Regions from separate parts of the Mus musculus genome. Here all the other regions are linked to region 1. A link is a contact called in public Hi-C and promoter capture Hi-C data. All regions are on one chromosome and are shown on one strand. Each heading gives the region's core, a stretch centred on a gene start, on an enhancer-like site or on the middle of the called end of the contact. The rest is flanking DNA. Distances are from core to core; before and after follow the strand shown.

Evidence for each region. Promoter capture Hi-C pulls out the DNA fragments that hold promoters and counts their contacts. Hi-C and Micro-C count contacts between places; a contact is called where the count stands out from the background.
Region 2: a contact with region 1 is called in a promoter capture Hi-C map of liver, with 3 times the contacts expected there. The contact joins the promoter of Cop1 here to the promoter of Tada1 in region 1. A contact is called at or near these places in 1 of 39 promoter capture datasets (liver) and 1 of 484 Hi-C or Micro-C datasets (CD4 T cells).
Region 3: a Hi-C map of muscle stem cells shows a contact between it and region 1, with 6 times the contacts expected there. The contact joins the promoter of Cacybp here to the promoter of Tada1 in region 1.

Annotation. Positions count from the first base shown.
Region 1 is chr1:166,377,502-166,381,595 of GRCm38.p6, reverse strand. It overlaps Tada1 (transcriptional adaptor 1), which reads right to left and starts at 2,429. Exons shown (of 8, transcript NM_030245.3): 1 at 2,120-2,429. The coding sequence starts at 2,193.
Region 2 is chr1:159,230,111-159,234,204 of GRCm38.p6, reverse strand. It overlaps Cop1 (COP1, E3 ubiquitin ligase), which reads right to left and starts at 2,005. Exons shown (of 20, transcript NM_011931.4): 1 at 1,355-2,005. The coding sequence starts at 1,767.
Region 3 is chr1:160,210,626-160,214,719 of GRCm38.p6, reverse strand. It overlaps Cacybp (calcyclin binding protein), which reads left to right and starts at 1,828. Exons shown (of 6, transcript NM_009786.2): 1 at 1,828-2,073. The coding sequence starts at 2,053.

The DNA of each region.
Region 1 (4,094 bases), core at 1,180-3,679:
ACTAACACCTATTCCTGTGCCACGCTTCCGTTCAGATGAGCTCAAATCGGCAGAAATGCTGCCTTTCTAATCACTCGCCAGAAAGGAAGTATTCCTGGATATGAGTAACTGAAAGCCTGTGGTTTTAACATCTGGACCGCTGGACATATGGTAAACAATTCACACCATGCACTCTGTATACCCTTGTTTTACCTACCTCCCAGGATCCCATTTAAATGGTCATGATGAACAACGAAAAGCAAACTGCTTAAGAGGAAATGGCCAGAGACAAGCAAGCTTAACCAAGATGGCAGGTTTTAAAAATGAAGACCGGAAACAGAAATGCATTACAATCCCATCATTAACTGTGTCCCTGACACAAAGACTTGTGAATTTCACATGACAGATACATAAAATTTGGAATCAGCACCCATATTTGTGCAACATCACAGTCAGCTCTGGCCATTACAAATGGATCAAAGACTGCAAAGGTTTCTGTCATGCCTGAGTTTGCTAAGTGAGTCTGGAAGGAAGGCACAGTTACTCTGGCCAGAGTTAGAGTCATGGCCTTCACAAGTCATAGCCTGCAGATTTAGCTCCGTGTGAAACCATTCACTTCCAAAACCCTGTGAGCGTGGAAAAAGAGACAAGTCTCCCAATAGGCTTTTTAACCGTAAGCCTCACCAAACAGTATTATAAAAGTACACAACCATTCTAACGAAGCCAAAGGCTGCCATTTTTACCTATTTAAATTTAATTTAATTTCCTCCTTGCATCTCAGGTGGTCCTTCACCCATGGCGCTTGGTGTGACAGTCTTGAGGCAGGACTATCAAACTGAAAACATCACAAACGTAAAAAACGCAAAAGAGTCCCTCACCCCACTCAGCTTGCAGCCTCTTACCAGCTAACATCGAAAATTCCAACACAACTAACAATCTCTGTCTAAGGCCTCCCTCCTTCTCGCTTCCAGGCTGTAAAACCGCAGTTGTCTGGTCATCTGGACAGAGAAACCCCTTGTGCAACTTTAATGTCGCCTGGTTTTACTCTACCAGACTTTATAAGCTTGTCCACCTCATCAGCAAAAAGAGAAAAAAGAAAAAGAAACTTGTACAAAATTCTTGGGTGTAACAAGACAGCTGCCAAAACGCACAACTTGTGACTCTCCATTGAGAAGTCCACATCTGGGTATGTCTTATTTCCCTGGGCATCTCTTTTTAATTCCGGTGCTTAAAAATCTACAAATAATAATACTTATTATTTATTTATTTATTTATTTATTTAAAGCCTTTTAAAGAGGGGTTCCGACGAGGAGCTTGCACCTAAGCTTTTCTGACGGCCTTTCTATTAACACCACCTCTGCTTCACGGGCTGCTCTTGTCAATCATTTCAACTTCAGTGCCAGGAAATACGGGTTTGCCAGAATTGAAGTTCCCCCAAAAGATCGAGGCTCCTCCTCCGGCTGCCGCAGGCTACTGCTTATAGAGCTGTCACTCTGCCCCAGTCCCTGCTGACAGCCCGGCGGTGTGGGGAACGGGAGGACTTTCCAAGTAACCCCTGAAAAGCATCACACGGCGGGAACCAGAAGCCTCAGTCCCATCCTTGGGCAGTGACTTTGGGGGAATAAGTAATCTCTGTCTCTCGAGTACGAACTGTGCCGATCTCAGGTCTGAGGATTGGCTGGCCCGTGTGGAACACTGGGAAAGGCGTCCTACGGCCGGCTAGGCAGCCGCCCCCTTGGATGCTGTGGTTGTAAGGTGGGTGACCGACCGACTTCACTTGGGGTCTCTGTGCCTTCCGAACCCGCTTTCACAGCTCTTCTAGCTGGCCCCTGAGCAACGCGGGCCTCCGCCTCCGGGAAGCCCTCCGGGCCCCCCCACCCCGCCCCGGCGCGCCCCCCGCTCTACCGACTCCGGGGCGCCTAGGGCGCTGCTCCCGCCCCCACGCGGGTATCACCGGTGTCGGGACGCCCAGGAGAAAGTCCTCCAGCGCCTCGAGTCCCGGCGGAGCCCGCACGGGAGCCGTGGCGGCCGCGAGACGCCTACGGCCTCCGGGAGGTGAAGAGAGTCCAGGGACTACGGCAGCCCCGAGCTTGGGGCACACCCACGGACAGGCCCGGAGGCTGGTCCCCGCGGCTCTTACTGTTTCACGTTGTCCCCCAGCGCCTCGCTCAAGTTCTTCTTGGCTGCCTCCAGCTCGCTCACAAAGGTCGCCATTGCAGCGCGCGTCTTTCAGCCCGACCGTAGACCGCGCGGCCCACGGCCACCAGCAACCGAAAGATCAACGCGGCGGAAGGCCTGCGCGCCGGACGCTGGAGGCTCGACTCGACTCGATTCCACTCGGCTCGGCTCGGCTCGGTTCGGCTCGGCTCGGCTCGGTTCGGCTCGGCTCGGCTCGGCTCGGCTCCGCTCGGCTCGGCTCGGCTCCGCTCGGCTCGGCTCGGCTCGGCTCTGCTCGGCGGCCCCGCCCCCATCCGCTAGGGAGACGTTGCGTGGGTTTGGTTCTTGGCCCCGCCGTCTCGCAGTTGGGAAAGCACCCAGCCAAACTCCCTTCGCCAACTCCCGCCTCTTGGCTCACGTGACCCGCTTCCCCTGGTGGGCGCGTGCCCAACCTACGCCCGCCTGCCCGCCCGCGGCGGCCCCCGGGGCGCGAACTTGACCGCCCCGCCCGCCCTCCGGCCAGGCCCCGCCCTGACTGCAGGTCAGCTCTTCCCAGAAGGAAGAGCTCAGGTCCCCGAGTGCATGCAATATCTAATTTATCCTCTTGTCCTCATTTTTTTGCCAAGTGCTCACCACCTATTGTGACATTTAGTTGGTCGATCTCGTTTTCTGCCTCCTGCAACTAAAACGAGAGCTGCCTGAAGGCAGGATTTATGTTACTCAAGTTCTGAACATTCACTATTGACAGATCAAATAAAAATAATTCCCAAGCAGGACTACCAAAGGTCCTAGGGGAGGTAACAGGAGGAGTCTCAGCAGCTAGTTAGCCTGACCCACAGAGGAAAAGACGCAAAGAACCTCGTTTCAAGTCAAGGTCAAGTGGAAGGACCCACAAGCTAGCTTGTCCTCTCTCAAATTCCAAATTCACACTCGAATATGCACATATATACTACACTAGGAAGCCATAGCTGTGTTCAGCTTAAAACTTTTTAAAGCCTACTTTTAAAGTCTCTCTCTCTCTCTCTCTCTCTCTCTCTCTCTCTCTCTCTCTCTCTCTCTCTCTCGTTTTGACAGAGTGGCCTCTTAACTCACATAGATCCAACTGCCTCTAGTGCTGGCTGGGACTAAAGGCATGGGTCACCATGCCCAGCTTGTTTGTTCTTGAAATAGGGTCTCTCTTTGTAGCCCTGGCTATCTGACACCAGGCTATTATTTTGCCTTAATGTTCATGTTTGTTTGTTTGTTTTTTGAGACAGGGTTTCTCTGTATAGCCCTGGCTGTCCTGGAACTCACTTTGTAGAACAGGCTGGCCTTGAACTCAGAAATCCACCTGTCTCTGCCTCCCAAGTGCTGGGATTAAAGGCATGTGCCACCACTGCCCGGCTAATGTTCATACTTTTAATGACAGCATAATTTTTTAAAGATTTTGTTTTTAGGTAGATGTCGTTGTGAGTGAATTTACAGGTGGTTGTGAGCAGCGGGCCCTGTTAAATACTGCACAGATAAGATGCATACAATGACTTCTTTCCTGTCTATTAAACTGGGGTTTTCTCCTGTATTAAAAGAAATATTTTAACAAGCATCTTTATGCAGATTCTCCTCATTTGTAATTATTACTTTAGGACAGAATCCTGTAAGAGAATCATGGGATCGGGTGGCAGGAATCGTTATGAATGTCTCGTCCCTGTGGTCAAGCGCCTCCCAGTTTTTAAAATAATCCTCCCTATATTCAAAAGGAAGCCCCAGTTTAAACCCAGCAGCCTTCCGGGTGCTTGCAGAAGTGGTCAGGCTGCTCACTTTTCATCACGTGCATTTAACGGCCTCTGCTGCACACCTGATACCCAGTCCCTTCCAGTAGGGTGGGTGACTGGGGGCGGATAATATTACTCTTAAATATTGCCCACTTTCTGCAATTTATTTCCATAGGCCAACACAACAAAAAAGGAAGATACCCACTG
Region 2 (4,094 bases), core at 756-3,255, 7.1 Mb after region 1:
AAGAAGGAAGAGGCAGGAGGATCTCTGAGTTCAGGGCCAGCCTGTTCTACAGAGCTAGTTCCAGGATATCCAGGGCTACACAGAGAAACCCTGTCTCTAAATAAATAAATAAATAAAGCCAAACAAAAAAAGGAATGCAAACACCTCTTACACCCAACCATAAACTTCTTAAATTACAAATAACCACAGCTATAATTCTATTTCAACACACACACAACTTCTGAATCTAAACAAAAGCAAAATTACGAATTATATTAGTGAACAAGAAAGTGTAGCTAATACCTTTCTCAATGGTTACAATCTCTAAGCTTATCATCTTTAATAATACCATTTAAGCCCATCTTCTACTGTGATCTGAACTAACTTCCCCAAGCATGACTGTTCAAGCCAACTTCCTACATCATTAAGTCAAACAACAAGTTCCTTCTTAGGAAAGGCCCAGAATTCTACCAGTTTGTGAGCAGGAAATCTTCATTAAGCTCTCATAATCTTACCAGTAATATCAAAACCCAATTAAAATTCAAAGCATTCTTCAAGACAATCAGATTCATCTTTTGCTTAAAGTCCCTCTTAGATGCCAAATGCCTGAATTCTACTGTGTCGCTCAAGATGCCAGCTGTGATGCAATGACTGTAAAAGCGTTTCTCAAGTCAGAGATTCCAGTGTATACACAGCGCTGCGATCGTTCCATACAACACAGAAACACTAAAAATGTGTTTCCCTTTTTCCAACAGTTGAAACCTGGAATTGGGTGTGAACAAACTTTGACTACAAAATTATTAACAGTATTACAAGTGTCCTATCTATTCAAATTCATATTCCAACGCAGGATGGGCAAAAATAACTTCGTAAAGCATCACCAACCAGGTTTCGAGCACCATCTACTTTTTTACAATATAGTGTTGACCAGCAATCCCACACCTCAGAATCACCAGGCACTAACTAGTCTTCTACCTCCGAAAATCATGAACTACTCCTGACTGATACTTCGTCCACTAGATGGCCAAAAAAAGAAAGAAAACAAAAACAAAAACCAGAAGGGATTTAACCTCCTACCCCGAATACTTCCTTTCTAATAACCACTTACTGGACCTCCATCTTTATCCTTAAGCACTCCCTTAAATGCCTTCAGTTCCTGGACACCAGCACCCACTTCTGTGCAATCCCATTTCACCACTTTGCCTAAGGATCCCAGTCCAGCTCCACCTCCCAACCGGGAACCTTAACTCTGCAAACACTCAACTCTCTAGGTTCGAATCCCAGCACCTCCAACAGGCCTCCCTCCACGGGACCCCGCCAGGCTCAGCAGCAGAAACTCGTGGTCATGCACGCAGGGGCTGCTATGCAAACCCACCAGACGAAGTCGTTGCTTTTGTCCTCGTAGGAGTTGAGGAGCCCGTTACAAAGCGGGACGAGCAGAGGTCGCTTCCTACTGCTACTGCCGAGGCTGGAGCTGCTCCCTCCAACGCCGGCGCTGGGCCTGGCCGCGCAGCTGAGCCGGGACTGGCCCGCGGACACCGCCCCGCCGGCGCTCGCGCTGCCAGACACCGCGGCCGCCACCAGCACAGGCCGCCCCGGGCCGCCGAGGCCGCCGGAGCCCGCGGCCGGAGCCACGCCGCCGGACACCAGCGTCGCCGCCGAGGCCGCCACGGACGGCGGCGACGGAGACGAGGATAAGGACGAGGAGGCGGAAGTCACCGAGGAGGCGGCCGAGGAGCCGGGGCTCGTCCCAGCGGAACCCGAGCCGGCCTGGCGGCTACCTGACATCGTGACTCCCTCCCTTGGCCCTGCGCTCCGAGGCGAGGGCCCGGACAGACCGCGACCCTCCGCCGCCCCCGGCGCTCAGCTCCCGAGCATCCTGAGGACGCGCCGGGAGACGGGCCGGGGGAACAATAAAGTTAGGCTTCCCACCGCCGCCCCGCCGCCGCGTCCTACGCGAGGGGGCGGGGGAAACTATCACATCCGAGGAGCCATGACTGCCGAGGAGGCCGCCGGGGCAGCCAACCCGGGCGCGCCGAGGCGGTCGGGCTTGCGCATGAGCGGCGGAAGGGGCGGGGCAGCGGAGCAGCTGCGCGCGCAGGCGCCGGCGCCGGCGCCGGGCTGTACGGAGATGCCGAGCGTGTAGTTCTCCGAGTGGAAAGCTGATTTCCTTTCTGACGTAGTAGAGAGATGGCCGTTTTCATGGAGCCAAAGGGTGGAAGGGGAAAGGACGGGGAATCTGGTCTAGTGGACCGGGAACGCTCGAAAAGCAACTGCTTAAGCGTGCCCCGGGTGGACGCTGGCGGATTGCCCAGCTAAAACTGCGGCGGTACGGAGCAGTGGTGTTGCGCATGCGTGTGAGCGAGCGCGCATGCGGCTATGGATTATTATCTGGAAAATACTAAGCTCACTTGTGTTCTCTTGCGGCTTCGCGCTTTTTCCCGATTGTGTGGCAGGAATATAATTTGTTTTCGTTTAGATTTTTTTTTTCTGTTTAGATTTTGAAGTCCTGTTAGGAGGAGTAAGGGGCCAGGGCAGTGAAAAAGGGTTACAAGCCTTAGGTTTCAATCTGAAAGAGCCACAACGTGAGGACTTCCCCACGTTCTGACTCAGGAGAGGCGACACCCCAAAATCACCAACGAGAAACGGTCTTGCTGCAAATTGCAAGAGGATTTTTATTCAAGAGCGCTCTCGGCCCACGGTCATACACCACGCAGGGGTAGAGGACCGTGGCGCCCCGAGTAGCTGGGTTAGGGGGTATTTAAAGGAAGAAACCACAACTTAAGGAGGTGGGAAGGGCGTTGTTGGAAAATACCAAAAATACCAGTTAAGAGTCACAAGGAAGTACAAAGTCACAAGTGTCAGGTTATCTCTCAAGACAGTTTCTAAGAGCCCCTAACAATCTAAGAGCCCCTAGCAATAGCACCTTTGCATAGTGGGTTCCAGCAATGGTCAGGGTGACTTTCTTTGAATTAACACTCTTTGAACCCAGGAAGCTGATGGGTGGAGGAATGTTGATATCTGTTTTATGATTAGCATACCTTGGAGCATTGAGTCACAAAGGCAAAATTCCCAAGCCTGGGCCCAAAGGCCTAGAATTTTGTCTTTATTACTCTTTCAAATCAAACATTTTATAGTACCAGAAATTATTTGCTTCTTGTCCCTGATGTCACTTATCTAAATTATCTCCAACCTTTTGTAAAACCTCATTGATAACTCCGTCTTTGTTGGCATTGAAGCAGCAATACTCGCCTAGTTCCCCTGGGAAATGAAAACTAAGTCTAAACCTGGCCGGTTTAGGAGGACAACTTTTGTCAGAGCCTCTGTCTGGACATGAAGCAGATAGAATTCAACGTGTCTGATGTCTACCAGTCTGATGATGCATCTGTTGTAGGCTCCTTTATCCTCTGATTAGGGATACAGTACTTAGGGCTACTGTCCTTATTCCTTCTGTCACTGGACCACAGAGAGCGGCAACCCAAGGGGGAATAAGAGATGGGCACCTTATGGTCCTGGATAAGCATACACTTGGAGTATATACATAAAACTGGATTATTATACACATTCCTAAGTGTTGGGAATTAAATCGCTGTAAATTTGGAACAGTTGTTAGAAACTCTGTACTCGTGAAATAATCCACGCAATATAGTTACTGATAATCACACCAATTAAGCATATTAAAAGTTTTAAGTCCTTTTTATTGATGGCCAGATGGAGAGTGGTCTCATATCTTTGAAAAGTCTCTTGGTGCTCTAGTTGAGGGGTACAGAGTTTTTAAATCAAAACCCACAAAGACCATAATTTACATCAAAGTTAGAGGAGAGTCAAGTAACTTTGAAACATTTATTTCTGGTAGAGCATAGTAATTATTTTAGATATAACATCAATTATCATTTAGTTTATTTTTGAGCTCTTGGAGCAGTTAGGTCCATTTTAGCTGACTCCTCTCATTGGATTTGTCTATTCAAAGACAAATATGGATGGGCTGGCTTACTGGTACCAGGGAAATAGAGAAGAAAACTTCTTTAAGGTCCAGGATATATAGAGCTGGGTATCTGGTGGGAGGAGGCTGAGCAAAGTATACAGATTTGGAACAGTAGGATGGGTGATTTGAG
Region 3 (4,094 bases), core at 579-3,078, 6.2 Mb after region 1:
TCACTCTCTACCTTGCTCCTTTCTGCTTCTCCTAGGCCTCTATCTGTTGCTTGTCCCACTAGAGGAAATAAATCTTTGTGTTGAGAATTTGGACTTGGGGTGTCTTGTGCCAAAACCAGTCCCTATATAACTCAACCATTTTTGCTACTTAGGTCTCTTGTTTGAGTCAGCCTCTCTTGGTCTGAGAAGGTTAGGCTGACTCCATGACAGGCTTTAAATTGACCGTTTGACTGGGTAAGGCCAGTCCGCAGAAGCTGCCTCACCACCTGGCCTGAGGCAAGGACAATGGGTCGGCACCAGTTTCCAGACTTCTTCAGCAACAGTTTTTAGTCTCCATGCCCGAGTAATGGAATGTCGATAGAAATGGGGTTAGAGGTCATCCCCTAGGGAATAAATGGAATCTCCTAACATGCATTAAATCAGGCCTTCAAGCTCACTTGGTTGACTCTTTATTTCTGGTAATGGGAGACTCCAGCACCGCTGGACTTCTGCAGAATAAAACACTCTGTGCGTTTACATACTGTTTGAGCCTAGGGTATGATTCTTAGACCATTCATGGACTCTTACAGGTTCAAGGCCCCTCTTGCTCTTATGTTGTATTTAGTCTAACAGTCATGTTCGACCTGGACCCTTCCCTCTGCCTGTCTTCCTTATAGCTACAAAAAAAAATTAAAAATAATAAAAAAAATCTTCTCCATACTTTAGAAGTAGCCATGTCCTCCTCCTTTTTATTTCACCTTTTCATAAACTTCAAAGGGTGGCACCTTTCTGTCATTGTCCACTCCAGAAAAGGATTGTTTTTATTTTTATCACTATAGGCCATGGGACTGGTGGTTTGAGACTTTTATTTAAGTTGCAACTATACACGACATACATCCCTGTCTAACTTGTCATTTTGTGCAAGTTTGTGTGAGAAGTTCGTACAGGTTGCATGCCTTAATGTTACATTAATATAAAGTGTAGTGTAGCAGCATTTTCCTTGACTTGCTGATGCTAGTAACTCCCCTAAGCATCTGTAAGCTGACAGCAGATTGCTCTACCTCCCAATGGGTACTGTTTGTTTTCTGTCTCGGTTTACTGGGTGTTATGGACGTCTCTATGCTGTCATAATTAAGATAATTTGAAAAACGGTTTTACGCTGGGGGTTTACTAATCCGGGCTGCTGCAACCCAAAGTCCTAAGAATTCCTCCACATTTTACGTGGAAATTCACTCAATCCAAACCCTGCTGAAAATACAAAATAAACCGCTAGTAAAGAGCGAAGGCAGTGGAAAACTTCGTATCAAGAGCTCATATAGGCAAGGGAGAATGGAGCGTTCGGCCACTTGAAACCGTGCCGCTTTCCACCACGGCGCCCAGAGCCAGTCAGGAAGCCCGTGCAACCTTCCTACAGTCCCACGAGATGGCGCCACGTCAACGGTGCTAGACGCAGGACGCCTCCAGAAACCCAAGGCCCACTTAAAGCCATTGTTCTACTTAGGAGCCTTCCTCCCTTAACAAATCCGTCCTTTTTTGATGGTAGTTGTGCTTCTTTGGGGGCGCTCCTTTGTTCTTTCCCGATACCTCAGAGCTGCCGAAGACAAGATGGCGGCCTGGCAACTCCGCATCGCACCAGCGGAAGCAGCCCTTCTCGAGACACTTCCTATCGGGTCCCCAAACCTTTGAAGGTTAGTTCCGGGGCTAGGTCTGGCCGCGGTTGCGAGCTGCGACTGCGCAGCCCGGTTCTGCCGGCGCGGAACGACGTCTCAATCGCTGGGGCGGAAGGAAGTGGCTGGACGCCTCCTGAGCATTCGATCGCTCGCGAGAATTGAGCGTTGCTAGGCAACCAGCCTGGGGGCGGGACTAGACTCGGAGGGGCGGGGCCTTGGGAGGCTCCGGTGGAGCCTTGCGAAGGTTCCAGAGCCGTCTCGTGCGGAGGGCGGGCCGCCGTGTCGCGCCGGGTCTGTGGAGCTCGCTGCCGGCGCTGCGACGCTCGTGGGTGGCGTGTTCGGCTTTTCCTGTCTGCTTCGGTGCACCGCTGCAGCTCCGGCCTCGGGTCTGACGCGCGACGGCATGGCTTCCGTTTTGGAAGAGGTAGGGGTCGGCCTGGACCCACCGGCTCGCGCCGCCGGGCGGCGGCTGCTTTCCCGGGGCTGATGTCCTCGGCTCTGCCCCCGTCGCGGGCCCGCGGCCTCTACGCCGCCGCCTGCCTGGGCCTGAGTGTCCCGGCCGCGGCTGGAAGGTCGGGGGTGTGTCTGGATCCCAATTTTTGGCGCGGTTCGTGGTAGGCTCGCGGGTGGCGGTCCCCTCTCTCCATTGCCTGAGGTCTTCTCGGCTCCCGGTTCCTGGCCAGGGATCAGAAACCTTCCTGCAAAGCTCTGAGCTCCGGGCCGGGGGCCATGGGAAGGAATTCCCATGCCCGCATGACTAGTCATGGTCACCGCTTTCATTTTATAGGTGGTTATACATACATTCTCTGTATTATTTCTAAACGCCCTGGACAGTGCTTATGGTTTCAGTTTTTATTTAGCAGTGCCAGTGGCGGACCTGCAGGCCTTACACACGCTAGGCAAGCTCTCTACCGTTCCGGTATACCCCCAGTCTTTATGTATAAAAGCAATTTTTAAAAAGTTACTGGGAATTGAGCAGTAGGTACGACTAGGAAATTGCCTGGCGTGTGTTTTTAGATTTGTAAAAAATGAATGTGAATGACTTGACTTTTTGGATCCTCGAGGTCTCCATAGCAAGAGTAATTGAATTGCCGGGTTTTGGCCAATACAGGTTTTATGTGATTGACATATTGTTTTCACAGAAACATTGGCTGTTAAGATTTGCTTTTCGGAAACTTCTCCCTCACTTAGAAATCATGGGCTTTAAACACATAAAAATTAGGAAGTTAAAGTATTCATCTGGGTATCTTGCGACAAGATAGGCAGGCACCACGTGCTCACTGGGAGAGTGGAGAGGGTGGCTTAACAGTTGTGCAGCATTAATTGTCTCCAAAAGAGAAGGGACTTTAGACTTGGAGCTATGCATATAGGGGCATGTTTTTCTTCTGAGATTAAAATTCACCTTATTCAATCATATTAAGATGTGAAATTCAACTTTTTCTGTCGTACAACCATCAGTGTTACCTAGTTGCAGACTATTTTCGTTTCCTTAAATAGAAATCCATTGTAGGTGCTCCATCTACTTAGGCTGGAGCCTTAGGATTTTCTAGTTCAGTCGTGGTATCAGTATGGCATTCCTTTGGGTGGTTGAATACTGTCCCATTGTACAGATGGAATTCCTACTCTTCTGTTTCTCCATCTTGCCGATTGTGATTTCTTGTAAACAAGTTTTGTTTTGTGGGCATGTTTTTAGTCCGTGTAATTGCCAAATAATAGGGAAAGTCTTAGGAAGCTACCGTTTCCACAAGAATTGCACAAAAGGTGCCATTTCTCCACACATTCACTAACATTTGTTATTTTATTGGGTGGTTTTTGTTCATATGCTAACATCCACATGAGGGTGTAGTACCACCTCATGCATTGGCTATGCATCTTCATAGCTGTGTGCATCTATTTGTGTGTGTACCTGGTGTCCAATTCCATGTCTTTGTGGAGGAGAGTTGGGTTCTTCCATTTTGAGCAGTTGGGTGGGAGTAGGTCTCACTGAGTACCCCTCACTTGGTCTTTGAGATACACTTGCCTCCAGAGTGGCAGAACTAAAGGCATGTGCCACCAGGCCAGACCGAGCCCCTATTTAACAACTGGGAAACAGATTCAAAGGGAGATAAATGTTTATGTATAGAAAACAAATGCATGCCAAGAAGGCAAGAAAAAGTGGACAGGAAACTGTTCTATCTAATCCCAGTCAGAACCTACACTGTCAGTGGTTTCTGGGCTGTGAATACAAAAATCAAGCAATGGTTCTCCTGTAGGTCGCATCAGTTGGTATCTTACTAAAGAGTCCATTAGAGCGAAAACTGGGAGGGCCTGGGAATTCTGCCATGAGTCAGCTCAAAAAAAAGATTCCCATTCCAGTTTAAAGCAAAACCTTTTCCTTTCTCCGTTTGTTAAGTAAAGCTCTGTCCTAGGAATAAGTACTTGCTTTGCTTTTAATATTTTTTTTTA